Regions from separate parts of the Mus musculus genome. Here all the other regions are linked to region 3. Evidence: chromatin contacts called from public promoter capture Hi-C data. All regions are on one chromosome and are shown on one strand. The core of a region is the stretch at or near the end of the contact, and the rest is flanking DNA. Distances in the headings are between cores, read along the strand shown. Region 1 holds the start of Ndufs5 (NADH:ubiquinone oxidoreductase core subunit S5). Region 2 overlaps Macf1 (microtubule-actin crosslinking factor 1). Region 3 holds the start of Heyl (hairy/enhancer-of-split related with YRPW motif-like). Region 4 overlaps Ppt1 (palmitoyl-protein thioesterase 1). Region 5 holds the start of Ppt1 (palmitoyl-protein thioesterase 1).

Region 1 (2,700 bases), core at 134-2,633, 480 kb before region 3:
TATTTGACTGGACACAGGCTGAGTGCTCAGAAAACTTTAATTGAACTGAAACCAGTTTCATATGGGACATCCAGCCGATGGAAGGGGGTGAGTGGAGCAAGTTGGAGTGATTGAATGAAATTAATAAATTGTGGACTCTCTTACTAGGGTTTCTATTGCTGTAAAAAGACTTGTGACCATGGCAACCATTTAATTGGGGCTGGCTTACAGTTTCAGAGGTTAGTCCACTATCATCATGGCAGGAAGCATGGCAGCATGCAGGAAGGCATGGTGTTGGAGAAGGAACTGAGATTTCTACATCTTGATCAACAGGCAGCAAAAGGAGACTAATCCACACTAGGCTTGACTTGAGCATAGGAGACCTCAAATCCCTCCCCAAAAGTGACACACTTTCTCCAACAAAGCCACACATACTCTCACAAGGCCACCCTTCCTAATAGTGCCACTGCCTATGAGGCAAGCATTCACACACGTGAATCTATGGGGGCCATTCCTATTGAACCCACCACATGGACTTCGGGAATTTTCTCCAGAAACTGTTCATTCGCAGGCACAGCATCTGTCTTATAGGCCAGGCCAGCCTTGAACTCAAGAGGATACATCCTCCTGTCTCAGCTTTCTGATTGCTTTGGTGCAAATGTCAGCTAATACATCAAAGAACGTTTTCATCATGTCACAGTATAAAGAAGTCCCTATAGTAACTCTATAGCTGTTTGTTTGTAACAAGATCTCACTATGTAGCCTTAGTTGGCCTAGAACTCATAGACATCCACCTGTTTCCGTTTCTTAATTTCTGTGATTTAAAGGCCTGAGCCACCACGTTAGGCACTATTATCTTTCTTTTAAGATTTACTTTATGTGCGAGAGTTTTGTCTTCATGTATGTGCACCATGTGTGTGCTCCTGGTATTGCTGAGGTTAGAAGAACTATGTTGGGTCCCCTGAATCTAGAGTTAAACCGAGGACCTCTCCCAGATCAACAAATGCTCTTAACCTCTGAGCTGTCTCTCCAGCCCGGCTATTATGTTTATTACCAAAAAGGGAAACTGCCACCGTGAAACTGGGAAACAGTCACACAAGTTTTGGGGTCACGGCACACGAGCTTTAATCACCACATTTCCTTGGGGTGAGGGAAGCACTACTCTTTCTCGAGTGTGACCTTGCTCAAGTAGCACAACAATCAACGGTCACGACAGTGCTGAAAGGGAGAACTCACTACCGGGCGCAGTAGTATGGGGAAAGTCGGTTTATCAGCTGTCAGCGTCTGGAGGCTGGGCTGCTTGCTGCGCAGGCGCAGACCCGCTGTGCTTGGTTTCTACAGTTCCTCGGCCGGTGGTTGATTTACGGCGTCGCTCTGGAGATGTCGTGCTGCGGGCGTCCTTTACGGCAGGCGTCTGCGTCCTCCCGCAGCCGGCGGTCGGGAATTGCACCAGGGACCTGACAAGGGCACTGCAGAGGTGCGGTAGGCGCTGCTGTGTCCGCACAGCCAAGAAGTTTCGTTCAGGATTAGCTCCTTGACACATTTCCTCTCTCTGTGGGTGGCCCAGGTCTGGGCGTGTCCTCCTGCCTTCCCTTCACCCCGTAACTAGGTCGTCACCCCCACCCCCGGCCCTCCGGAGCAAATCCACCGTCTGCCGGACTCCTGCCTTGGCCTCCTTCCTACCCTGACATCCCGCTCCTTTTTGTTTTTGTTTTGAGACAGGGTTTCTCTGTGTAGGCTGGAATTCACTCTGTAGACCAAGCTGGCCTTGAACTCACAGAGAAGCATCTGCCTCTGTCTTCCAAGTGTTGAGATTAAAGGCGTGCACCACATCCTGATTTTGGTCCCCAGAGCCCTCTACTTTCTTCCTGTTGTGCACTTGGCTCAGCAGCCGCTCCAGAGCCTCTGTCCGTCCTCATTGTCATAACTTCTGTTGTCTATGTTTGTGTGTGTGTGTGTGTGTGTGTGTGTGTGTGTGTGTGTGTGTGTGAGAGAGAGAGAGAGAGAGAGAGAGAGAGAGAGAGAGAGAGAGAGCGAGAGAGAGAGCGATGTAGATCCTCCTCTGGGACTTTTTCTATTCTCCCAATGGCTTCCTCCCCCGAATTCTTACTCAGGTTCCCAGTGTGGGTCTCCAGTGCTTATGATGAGCCGTTTCCCCCATTTGCCTCTGACATACACAGTAAATGACTAAAAGAATGGGAGGGAGCTTTATAAATTAAATTCACCTAAATGTCCGCGTACAGGATGGTTTTGATGTGGGTGCTGCGCTTGCTTTCCATTCTTAAGCACATTTGTCGTTTGGGATTATTTTGTTCTATGTCAACTTTACTATGTATTTTCCATATGTTCTTTTTGCTTAATGTATGTCATATTCTACTGAGCACCAGAATCTATCCACTGCTTTATAGTTGTACGTGTAAGTTGTTTGAGATTTCCTGATTTTTTTTATTTTTTTACAAAATTTTAATTTGACTTGTTCATTTATTTTTAGCAGTTAACTAGCATCTGCTCGATTTTGCTCTCAAAACAAAAGCAGTAGGAAAAACATAGAAGTAAATAGACTGTTACAGTAATGGACGAAGTACTTTTGGGGGGGGGGGTTCGAGACAGGGTTTCTCTGTGTAGCCCTGGCTGTCCTGGAACTCACTTTGTAGACCAGGCTGGCCTCGAACTCAGAGATCTGCCTGCCTCTGTCTCCCAAGTGCTGGGATTAAAGTCATG
Region 2 (2,700 bases), core at 140-2,639, 340 kb before region 3:
GGTCTGGAGTTCAAATCCCAGCAACCACATGGTGGCTCACAACCATTCGTAACAAGATCTGACTCCCTCTTCTGGAGTGTCTGAAGACAGCTACAGTGTACTTACATATAATCAATAAATAAATATAAAAAAATGATGGCTAATAGAAAGCTTCCAGAGGTCCTGAGTTCAATTCTCAGCAAACACATGGTATCTTACTACCATGTATAATGGAATGCCCTCTTTTTGCCTGCAGGCATTCATGCAGACAGGGCTCTCATATACATTAAATCTTAAAAAAAAAAAAAAAAGAAATCAGTTTCATGTGCAGTGGTTAAAAGTGCTGACTGCTCATGCAAAGGACTTGAGTCAGTACACATATGGCAACTGACACCCTTTTTGTAATCTCATTCCAGGGGATCCAGTGCCCGTTTCTGGCTTCCACAGGCACTGCATACAAAAATAAAACACTCAAAACACATAAAAATCAAAGTAAATAAACCCTTTAAAAATTACAAATAAGGATACATGGAACATTTAAAATGTACTAGTCATTTTTTTGTGTACCAAAGAGGTTAATCTTATAGTGAATAAGGGCAGGATTGGTGGGTGAGAGACAGGGATTAGATAGATTAGGTTAGGTTAGGCTAGGGTATCCAAGTGATAGATCAGCAACCAGTTTGCCAAGGTGTCATACAGTCTGAATTATGACAACAATAGCCACTAATGGGTATGTATTAAGCATTTATTTAAGTGCATTAAATCATTTACTTCTTCGTATAACTTTAGTAAGGCATGTTCTGTTATCAACATTTACAAATAAGGAAATGGAGGTTTCCTTAAGTTGAATACATTGCTCATAGGCACAATATGTTTTATAGATGATATTCTAGATGGGAACATATGCCCATTTGACTATGATAATGATAATGCCTCAGGTTTGCTGATAAGAAACAGGAAAAAATTTACTTATATTCAGTGAACACTTGAGTATGTGGAATATTCATAGACAGTCTAGGACTTTGCATGTTTATCATTGTCTCAGTATCACAGAAGCAGTCTTGGAGTCTCATAATTCACTGACATGAAGATCACGTCCTCTGCCCTTTGACAGATGCTAACTAAGTACTCACGGGAGAATGTAGGGCAAGAGAGTTTCAGGGACAAGCTTTGTCTGGATCCTGACAGTTTCAGCAACTTAAGACTTCAGATCCCATCTATAATATGCTTTCCCTTCTTCTAAATTTATGGTTGCAAATATATTTGGGTATAGATGTGTGGGTGTGAATTTGATCTTTTAGTTTAGGTCTTAAAACTTTAGTCTTTGTTTGCTGTCATTGGATGCTTTGAGACCGTGTAAAACATAGAGCATAGCTTCTTACTGACTTGCTTTGACCCTGTTGGCATACATGAAAGAGATTCTGGGGTATTGAGTAGTATTGAGATTTCTTGTGGTAATGGTTGGGGGAGACTGTCTTAAATTCCTGAGAGTGAAGTAATTGCAAAGAAGCAGATCTGCAGTGTTAACAGAGTTCTAATCTTTCTTCTACAAGGTAGCTTTGGTGGTTTAGGGTTGTGTCCATTTGCTGCTAGCAAGGAATAATCTGCGGGTAAATGTGTGTGACTTTAAGTAGCCTGTTCTGTGTATAATAAGTGATCTCTAAAAAGAAAACAGCCTCTCCCTTCTGCCAGCCTCTAACCACTTCCTGTAAGTGACAGAACACAGATCTCTGTTTCACCAAGTGAAACATCAATTGTATTTTCACCAAGACAGCTCCCTTCTCATTCTTTTTGCCTTCACAAATACACATACATACATACATACATACATACATACATACATACATACACACACACACACACTTGAAAAGGCTGCAGATAAGGATATCTACCTGGGGTATGTAGAAAAGCGATATATCTAAGGATAATCATATCCTTTCAGGGATATTTATACAGATTAAATGAATAACATATGAGGGTATTTTTGTTGTTGTTTTGAGATAGATTCTCCTCTTATCCCTGGCTGGCCTGACACTCTACTATATTGACCAGGTTACTTTTGGACTTAGAGAGAACTGCTTGCCTGTGCTGGGATTAAAGGTGTGTGCCGCCATACCTGGTCTTGAAATTGCTTATAGTAGTTGCATAAAAATTGTTATATTTTCTTCCAGGTAATTTCATCTTTGAACATTATAGCCCAGAAGCTTCTCTGCTTGCTTCTCCACTGTGGAGAGTGTCACAGTTATCTTTGTACCTAGGGCATCTTTCAGAAGGCTGGGTTTTTTGTTTTGTTTGTTTGTTTAATTGAGTGAATGAAGCACTATTTCACAAGGGAATCCTTATTTTTTAATTGAATGACTGAACTGTTCTGTTTTATATAAAAAATGTTTCACTGAACTGTGCCATTGATTTTTATTCTTCACTGTTTACTCCTTTAACAAGCACTGTTATGTTACATTTCATTGCATTTCATATGCTAAGCAGAACTGGTTTTTGGTACCTGGTCCCTCTTACTCCAGGATTCCTGAAAAGGATCATTCACATGTCATTGATTTCTTCTCTTTCTCTTTGTTCTTGATTTATTCTGATCAGATATTCCTCCACCACAGCAACACTACACTCGGTAAAGAACTTAGTGACCTCCACTGACTTGAGTCAGTTCTCAGTCCTCACCTCACATAAACACTGTTGACAAGCTAAATGCTACTTTCTACAACACTT
Region 3 (2,700 bases), core at 32-2,531:
CAGTGGATGAAGAAAAAGGAAGAAGGAAGAAGAGGAGGGGGAGGAAGAATGGAAAGAAGAAAGGGAAGGAAAGGAAAAGCTCTAAGGTGAGTTGGTGGCGGTTGTGGGCTGGGTGGCAAGGCCTGGAGACTTAGAGCCTGACACCACTAAGCACTCACCATGAACTACTGCTAAGGCCTTGACATTCTTCCGTTTGATGTCTACACCCGCTATGAAGCTAGCTTCATCATGTATACCCATTTTATAGACCAGAAAACTGAAGCTTATGGAGTCACCGAGCTGATAGGTAGCAAGGATTGTACAAGTTCAGTTTGTTCCACAGGTTAGAAGTTAGATTATTTAACAAAAAAGAAACTGCATTGGCGGCTTGGTGGTTTGGTGGAAGGGGTGCTGAAGATTGGAGTCTAGGCTTTTGCAAGTTGGCTATTATTTCCCTCAGTACCTAAACACAAATCCCAGTATGCTCAAAGCGAAAAGGACACAGCCCCCAGTCCTTTTGTGTACTATGTGAAAACTGTTCCCAAAGAAGAGTGAAATTGGAAAAGTACAGAAGTCTTCATAGTAGACAAACTATGGGCAATGGAATGCGGTATCTACATCTATGAAGGTTTCCTAGGTCTGCAGGAAAACTTCTCAGGGGCGTCCCTGGGGGTAGCCAAACGACAGAATATCCTCCAGCTGAACTGTCCTCCCATCCCAGCTCCCTGAACCATAGTTGGTTCAGGGTGTTATGGTTCAGGGTACTCAGGAATCTGCCGCATTGGTGCTATGGACGCACTGGAGTCGCTGCACACGCCCCCGCATCTTGGCTGACACCTGAGGGCTGCGCACAAACTTGAGTGTGCTGGACTTTCTCACCCCCGGACGGCCCTCGCTCCACCCTGTCTTACCTAAGATCGTTCTCTTGACCCACATCGATGGGTCCATCAGACTCGCCGTCGGAGCCACTGGGCGCCCTGGGCCGCTTCATGCCGAAAGCTGGCTGCGGGGTCCCAGCCCTGCGATCCCTGGAGTTGGTTGTTGGGCCCCGCCTCAGCCCCGCCCCGGCCCGGGAGCCGACGCCGCCCTTTCCCAGGGCCCTTTCCTGCACCGCAGCCCGGGGCGCCCCGGCGCCCCCTCGCCCCCGCGGTGACGCGCCACCGAACCGTGGGAAGGCCCCGGGCGGTCACCGCCCCCATCGGCCGCTGGGAGGTCCGGCTCCGCTCCACCGGCGCTGCCTGGGCTGGCGCTCTGGGTGGCCTTGGGCAGGTGCCCTGGGAGGCCCCACGGGGAAGCCCAGAGAATCCGGATCTGTCCCTAGTTCTGTGCGACAGACTTCGCTTTGCAGTGCCTCAGCTTTTTATAAGGGTCAGACCTGTACCTTCCTGCTCCAGGGCATGCAGGGAGGGCAGATAGGTTTGGAAAGGTTACTGGGGGTGCCTGTGACCCCTTGGAAGTAATTCTTCAGTCACTCCTTCTATAGGGGACCAAAGTTTGTGGTGTGTGTGTGTGTGTGTGTGTGTATTGGGGAAGCTACGTGCACTGTGGGATGCTCAGAACTTCGAAGTCCTTTGGTGAACCCCCAAAGGGGTGGCTGCTGCTTGCCAGCTGAGAAGGCTGGAGGAGGGGAGACAGGGTCATAGAACCCAAAGTGGCATTGAACTTGATGTGTAGCAGAAGATGACCTTGAACTACTGATCCCTGACCCTCCTGCCTCTGCATCCCAAGTGCTGACTTTACAGTGGCCAAGATCTTTGAGCTTCTGACTTGTGGGAGGGAGCACAGGAATGGAGAAGGTAGGTAGGGTGTGGTGGTTGGTGGGGTATCCCTGGGAGTCACCCCAGTTCATTTAATGACAGCTGTCCTGGCAGGCACCAGGGAGAGGAAGAGAGGAAAGGAGCCTTCGGCTTCTCTTTCTGGGGGAGCCTGTCTGACCACAGACAACTATTTAGTCAGTGAGAGTTCCTGTCCTTGTGCCTAGAGATTCAGCTGCCATCCTCCCAGGTCATCGTACGCAGAGAAGTGCAGAGGGAAGCTGAGGGAGGAGAGCAAACTTCTTGCAGGGGCGGCAGGGAGATGGTGGAGGTGGGTGTGGTGGGCAGGGCACCAGAGGAGTCCTCTCCCTTTGTTCTGCTCACTGGGACAGGCACAAAAGAAAGCCAGCTTTTGGTGTAGGGAAGTGGGGTTGGTCACCTGAAGCTGACTACACACACTTTCACCATAGTCAGCTCTGCTTGCAGATACTTCCTGATGGGAAAGAACAGGCCTCTTGCCACTCAGACCCACACGTAACCACTTGGCCAAGCACAGAAACTTATCATGCTCATAGATGACCAGATAGGACTGGCATGAACGGTCGCCATCAGGAAACTCTGCTGGCCACCGCAGCCGCAAGCACCAATTCTCCTGTTCCAAATGCCCTCAGCACTCACATAATTTCTGTGGGCACCTGCCAAAACAGTGAGAACCTCAACCAGTGTGAAGAGTGCCCAATGTGTGCACTAGGCATTTCCTAGAAAGGCAGATACTTGTTTGCTCTATGTGATTGGCTGAGAGAGAAAGGGCTGGCAGATTTGCAGGGGAAGGTAAGGGCTCTGAGGTAGGCATGTTCTCGAGAGACGTCCCAGGTCCTCAAAATACACTGCACAGTTAAATAGGGACTATGGGGTTCGGCAAAGAGATTTAAGTTTGGAAGTCATTAGGTAATGGACGGCCTTTAAA
Region 4 (2,700 bases), core at 51-2,550, 370 kb after region 3:
CAATTCTAAGAAGGGGCACAGTGTCCACACTTTGGTCTTCATTCTTCTTGAGTTTCATGCGTTTAGCAGATTATATCTTATATCTTGGGTATCCTAAGTTTTGGGCTAATATCCACTTACCAGTGAGTACATACTGTGTGAGTTCCTTTGTGAATGGGTTACCTCACTCAGGATGATGCCCTCCAGGTCCATCCATTTGGCTAGGAATTTCATATGTGAGTACACCGTCACTCTCTTCAGACACACCAGAAGAGGGCATCAGATCCCATTACAGATGGTTGTGAGCTACCATGTGGTTGCTGAGAATTGAACTCAGGAAGAGCAGTCAGTGATCTTAACCACTGAGTCATCTCTCCAGCCCCATCATCCTGTTACTTCCTTTTTGCAGAACGAGTTCCCAGTCCCCGAGCAGTTCAAGACCCTGTGGAACGGACAGAAGTTGGTCACCACAGTGACAGAAATCGCTGGATAAGCAAATACATGGGTCCTGTGCCCTCTCCCTTCACACCATGGGATACATCTGTATGGAGACGGTTCTTTTCTAGATTTCCTCTACCTTTCTGCTCTTAAACTGCTTCTCTGCTCTGAGAAGCCCAGCTACCTGCCTTCACTGAAATATACCTCAGGCTGAGACGGGCGGGACAGCAGGTCAGTGGATCTTCACCGGAAGGTGCAGCTTCTCGGCATCAGCGCAGCTGCACCACAGGCTGAGCTTACAGAGCTTCAGGCCCAGACTGGGGCACCGAAGCTTTCAGCTTTGGGGGTCATTCTACCAACAATCAGTCCCTGAGGGTTCACAACACCCTGGAACCAAACATCAGAATGCACACTATTCTCCTAACAGTGAGCATGGGGGGCAGGAGCCAGGGAGTCTATTAGGTTCTAACCAACCTAGTTTTCATTGTTGACAAGTGAGGCCAGGCTTCCACTCGACCAAAAGCTAAGGATTGCCACCCAGCATTCCAAGCAGACTTGTTTCCTAAAAGCATCCTTCATCTGCATTCCATCCTGGGTCAGCATCAACCACAACATAGCAGGCATTCCCTTGCAGCTGCAGTACAGTAGCAGTGTCCTTTTCTGAGGAAGGAAGTCTTAAACCCTTTCCCCCCACCCCCTGGGATGACTGCCTTGATTCCCATGGGGAACAACTTTAAAGAAAACCACCACAGCATTCCAAGGAGTCTGGCGTTCCTCCTCCCTGCCAGATGACTGTCATTGCCTCCACTCACCCTTCTGCTTGTCACTCGGCAGCTTAGGGCCTCTGCGCAGGAACCTGACTAGGACTATGACCTCCACGGCGGCTGTTTAGGTCTCGACTTACATCAGAATCTTGCACAGCATTGCAAAATCCCAGTGCTCCCTCTAGGACACACTGACCAAAATATGCAACCTTTCCTTTCCTATTTTTTTTTTTTTTTTTTTTTTTTTTTGGTGGGAAAAGAGGAAGAAAGATTGTCCTGTGACTTCTGCCCATTACCTGAGGCCTGTGGAAATAAACCTTTATGTACTTAAAATTATACAGAAAATAGAATAAAGTTAATACCAAACTTGTTTAGTTATTCACCTGATGTTTTCAGTACAGAGATGTGAAAATACTGAAAATGATACCAAGTATAAGAAACTACTCTTTATTATTTTTAAAGACAATCTCAAAACTATTTTTAGATCCTCCCACTTCCTGCCCTTAACCCTCATCCTTTTATTTGAGTAGGTTTGAGAAAGGAAAAGGAAAAACAGGCAGTGGGTGAATTCTGTGGTGCTAATGGTGCTTTCATGAAAACAGTCATTTCTCCAAACCCGTGCTCTAGAGGACCCATCTAGAACATGCTGAGATCTCAGCATGGGCACTAGGGAGTCCATGCTCAACTGTAGGAAATGGGGGATCAGGGTGGTTTCTTCTTTAACAATCAAAGTTATCATCTGTTTAATAGGAGGGAAAAGAAGTCTACAATATTCCCCAATCATTTTCTTGAGGAATCAAATCAGCAGCAGTTTGATGTATGCTGGTAAATAGGATGTAGGGTAGGAATGCCAAAGCCCCACCTTTTTAGACTATTTCTCCCGTTCTTTGCAATGGTGTGACATTTATGCCACTTATAATATTAAGGGCAAGAACAGACACCTGGTTTTCACTTCTATACTCCCTCACTATCTCATAGTATATAAGACACACATTGCTGTAGGCTGTGGTGATGCATGCCTTTAATCCCTGTACTTGAAAGGCAGAGGGGGCAGGTGATCTCTGTGACTGTGAGTTCAAGACCAGTCTGCTCTACATAGTGAATTCCAGGCCAGCTAGGGTTACAAAGTGAGTGAAACCCTGTCTCAAAGAAGAGAAGAGAAGAGAAGGTCCATTTCCTTTCCTAAGCAACCCTGCTGGCAGTTCCCCCCTGTGTGACTAATTCTGTTACTGAGGATTAAGGATACAAGGTGAGCTCTGAAGGGGACGTGATGGTAGGCTTGTGGGGTGACTGCTAGGTACCTCTAGAGGGCAACACTTACACAGGAAAACAGTCTTAAGAAATGATGGGGAAACATCATGCACGGCCCACACAGCAGTGCAGAGAAATTGCTTGTGTGAACATCTCAGACCTGGGCTTTTATTTGCTCCAAATTTGTATGGGTTTTGCCCTCAGAGCTTGTCTCTTTTTCACTTCTGTCTCTTTTAGGCACAATTACTGATCTGCAACAACAGACTCC
Region 5 (2,700 bases), core at 38-2,537, 400 kb after region 3:
CACAAGTTCCTAGTGAAATTCCAAGTCCTTACACTAATCTTAAAAGCCCCAGCATACTTGTCCACCCTCTTATTCCCTTGCTCCCGCTGCTCCTGCTACACTGCTCTGCATGCTAGTCTGCCAAGCTCAGGGCCTTTGCACCTGCTGCTCCTGTGACCACATGTCCCTATGGCATCTTCCCTCGTCCTCCTTTTTTTCTTCTCTTTTTTCCTTCTTTTATTTTTTTTATTGGATATTTTCTTTATTTACATTTAAATGTTTTCCCCTTTCCAGGTCTCCCCATCGGAACCCCCCTATCCAATCCCCCCTCCCCCTGACTCTATGAGGGTGTTCCCCACCCACCCACTCCTGTCTTCCCTCCCTGGCATTCCCCTACACTGGGGCATCGAACATTCTCAGGTTCAAGGGCCTCTCCTCCTACTGATGTCCAAGTCCATCCTCTGCCACATAGGCAGCTGGAGCCATGGGTCCCTCCATGTGTACTCTTTAGTTGGTGGTCCAATCCCTGGGAGCTCCGGGGGGGTGGGGCGGGAGGGAGGATCTGGCCAGTTGCTCCCTCCATGGTGCTGCATCCTCTTAAGCTCTACTCAGTTGTCACTCTTGGGTGAATCCCGTTTCCTGTTCTAACTTGCTCCGTAGAAGCACAAGCTCACACCTGAGGCTCTATCTTCTGTTTTCACTGCACTCCTGGCCATTTGACAAGTTTCCCGTATTTCCTTATAATACGTTTCCCCCACTGGACAGCAAGTTCCAGAAAGATGAGAATGCTTCATGCTCAGGTATAGCAGGTGCTCTGAGGTAACTGTATAAAGGACATGAAGGCCCCTGGTAGATCTCTATTCAGATGTGAAGGAATGAAAGCCTGAGTGTGCAGTCCAGCTCTGCAGGGGCAGGCTGGACTGACTGTGAGATACTGCAGGCTGATGCTACTGCTGCCAGGATTTTAACAAAGCATAAACCAAGCCGTGCACAATACTCACTGAGCACTCACTAAAGACACCTGGTTGTCGTCCCTTCCGTGCAGAGCAACAAATCCGAAAACCTTGGACTAGGCGGGTGCTGTGGAATCCCTATCGTCTTTCCAGATTTAAGAACCGAGGGGGGAAAAGGATGCCCCCGTCCACGCCCACTCACCCATCCCATGCCAGATCACCAGCGGTGGTGGTGAAGGTGGGTCCAGATGCCCCAGGGCCCAGGCGGCGCAGCACCAAGGCAGCAGAGCGGCAGCTAGCAGCCTCCGCGAACAGGACGACGCCATCTTAGCAATCACATGACCGCGGGGACTGTGGACCAAAGTAATTCCGGTGGCCACGCCCCCTGCCGGGCTCTGCATCCTGACAGAGACGTTTATTCATTGCTTAACACCCACCAGACTCTACTATATAAGGGCTTTCCATCTTTTAATTGATCTTATGCACTGCTCTCATTTTACACCCAAGGACGCCTAGGTGACAATTCCCCCTTCCCCCTACGGAACTTTGCCTTCTCTTTCAGCTGTGTATTAGCAGAAAAGAGCTGTTTATTCGCTAACAATTATGTCATTTGCACGTAATTTTAATTCTATGTGTGGGCGTTTCATATGTGTACGGCTCGCGTTCTACAGCGCATGTGTGGAGGCCAGAGAACCGCTTGCAGGAGCGGTCAGAGGGATTGAACTGAGGTCATCCATCAGGCTTGGCTGCAGGTGCTTTCCCCCTAGGAGACTGTTTTTATTTTAGCACATGTGTGAGAAATTAGGTAAGGTCCTCGGAGGCGGAGGCAGAAAACTCTTCAGCACAGTGCCATAGTACTTATAGCCCTTGGAAGAAAAGGCTCAGTGTCGGGACTGGGGAAGGGAGACTTGATTTTCATCCAGGGCAAGTTATATCATGGTGAGGTTTGGTTTGGATCGTAAAGCTAAGATGGGGTTTCAAAAGCTAAAGATGTAATTAGGGAGGAGGAAGTTTGGACTCCTGAAGAGGGAAAAAAGTATCTTATTAAAGATGTAATAAGACTTCCAGGCTGTCATGGACTCTCAGGTATTTCATGTACTAGGAAGATGGGAAACATAGCTACGTCCTATCCAAGCTCCACTCTGGTTTATTATAGCCCAGAGGCTCCTGTCTATGCTCCCACATCTTTTCTAGATTCCCTCAGTGCAGCCTCGGCACCTCAATGACAGTGTCAAACATTTTTTCCCCTAAAAAAGCATTAAAAATGTTTAAAGGAATCTGTTAAATAGGGTGTATTCACGGTACAGTGGGACTCTCTGACACCGGCTTTATAAAGGATGAAGTAGTCTTGTAGAGAGCGACATATGAAAAATCTAGAAGAATAACCGGTTGTGCACCCACATGAAACCCTTCTGTACCACCCCACTGAAACCAGCAGTTACTTAGTAATTGGAAAGCCAATTAAAATACAGGATTAGGATGCATTATACAGTGCACAGTCTGATAAGCGTTGGGCCAGCTAGATTGTTCAGCTGGATAAAACAATGGCCACTAAGCCATTCCTGATCCTTTCCTCTTGAGAACTATGATAGCTTGAGGTTAAAAAAAACAAGTTGTGCAAGCTGTCTTCTGAGCTCTATACACCGACAGTCACATGTCCCCATAGAGACTCATAAACACACAATGTAAACAAATAAATCAGAGTAAAAACAAAGGAAAGCAAAAATAGGCCCGGGGCCAGGAAGACAGCTCTGTCTTTAAAGTGCTT

The links. Promoter capture Hi-C pulls out the DNA fragments that hold promoters and counts their contacts.
Region 1: a promoter capture Hi-C map of hematopoietic stem and progenitor cells shows a contact between it and region 3. The contact joins the promoter of Ndufs5 here to the promoter of Heyl in region 3. A contact is called at or near these places in 11 of 39 promoter capture datasets (the 3T3-L1 cell line, the C10 cell line, the HPC-7 cell line and 8 more) and 1 of 115 datasets of contacts at active chromatin or transcription factors (large pre-B cells).
Region 2: a contact with region 3 is called in a promoter capture Hi-C map of the HPC-7 cell line. The contact joins the enhancer-like site here to the promoter of Heyl in region 3. A contact is called at or near these places in 4 of 39 promoter capture datasets (the HPC-7 cell line, HPC-7-derived erythroid cells, frontonasal cranial neural crest and 1 more), 1 of 484 Hi-C or Micro-C datasets (pre-B cells) and 1 of 115 datasets of contacts at active chromatin or transcription factors (large pre-B cells).
Region 4: a promoter capture Hi-C map of pre-B cells shows a contact between it and region 3. The contact joins the enhancer-like site here to the promoter of Heyl in region 3. A contact is called at or near these places in 2 of 39 promoter capture datasets (cranial neural crest and pre-B cells) and 1 of 484 Hi-C or Micro-C datasets (pre-B cells).
Region 5: a promoter capture Hi-C map of pre-B cells shows a contact between it and region 3. The contact joins the promoter of Ppt1 here to the promoter of Heyl in region 3. A contact is called at or near these places in 1 of 39 promoter capture datasets (pre-B cells) and 1 of 484 Hi-C or Micro-C datasets (pre-B cells).

Annotation. Positions count from the first base shown.
Region 1 is chr4:123,716,869-123,719,568 of GRCm38.p6, reverse strand. It overlaps Ndufs5 (NADH:ubiquinone oxidoreductase core subunit S5), which reads left to right and starts at 1,383. Exons shown (of 3, transcript NM_001030274.1): 1 at 1,383-1,456.
Region 2 is chr4:123,576,595-123,579,294 of GRCm38.p6, reverse strand. All of the region lies in intron 1 of Macf1 (microtubule-actin crosslinking factor 1), which reads left to right. Among named protein-coding and RNA genes, the nearest start is that of Gm31156, 26 kb to the right of the region's middle. Within about 2 kb of position 1,389, at least 63 of the 459 cell types and tissues checked have an H3K27ac peak or open chromatin away from gene starts, as enhancers often do. A contact at or near this core is called in the HPC-7 cell line and pre-B cells, where this site is marked.
Region 3 is chr4:123,232,137-123,234,836 of GRCm38.p6, reverse strand. Heyl (hairy/enhancer-of-split related with YRPW motif-like) reads right to left here and starts at 1,281. Exons shown (of 5, transcript NM_013905.3): 1 at 891-1,281. The coding sequence starts at 970.
Region 4 is chr4:122,857,906-122,860,605 of GRCm38.p6, reverse strand. It overlaps Ppt1 (palmitoyl-protein thioesterase 1), which reads right to left. Exons shown (of 9, transcript NM_008917.3): 9 at 1,431-2,700. It overlaps Cap1 (CAP, adenylate cyclase-associated protein 1 (yeast)), which reads left to right. Exons shown (of 13, transcript NM_001358035.1): 13 at 389-1,558. The coding sequence ends at 472. Among named protein-coding and RNA genes, the nearest start is that of Ppt1, 23 kb to the right of the region's middle. Within about 2 kb of position 1,300, at least 49 of the 459 cell types and tissues checked have an H3K27ac peak or open chromatin away from gene starts, as enhancers often do. A contact at or near this core is called in pre-B cells, where this site is marked.
Region 5 is chr4:122,834,814-122,837,513 of GRCm38.p6, reverse strand. It overlaps Ppt1 (palmitoyl-protein thioesterase 1), which reads right to left and starts at 1,287. Exons shown (of 9, transcript NM_008917.3): 1 at 1,135-1,287. The coding sequence starts at 1,258.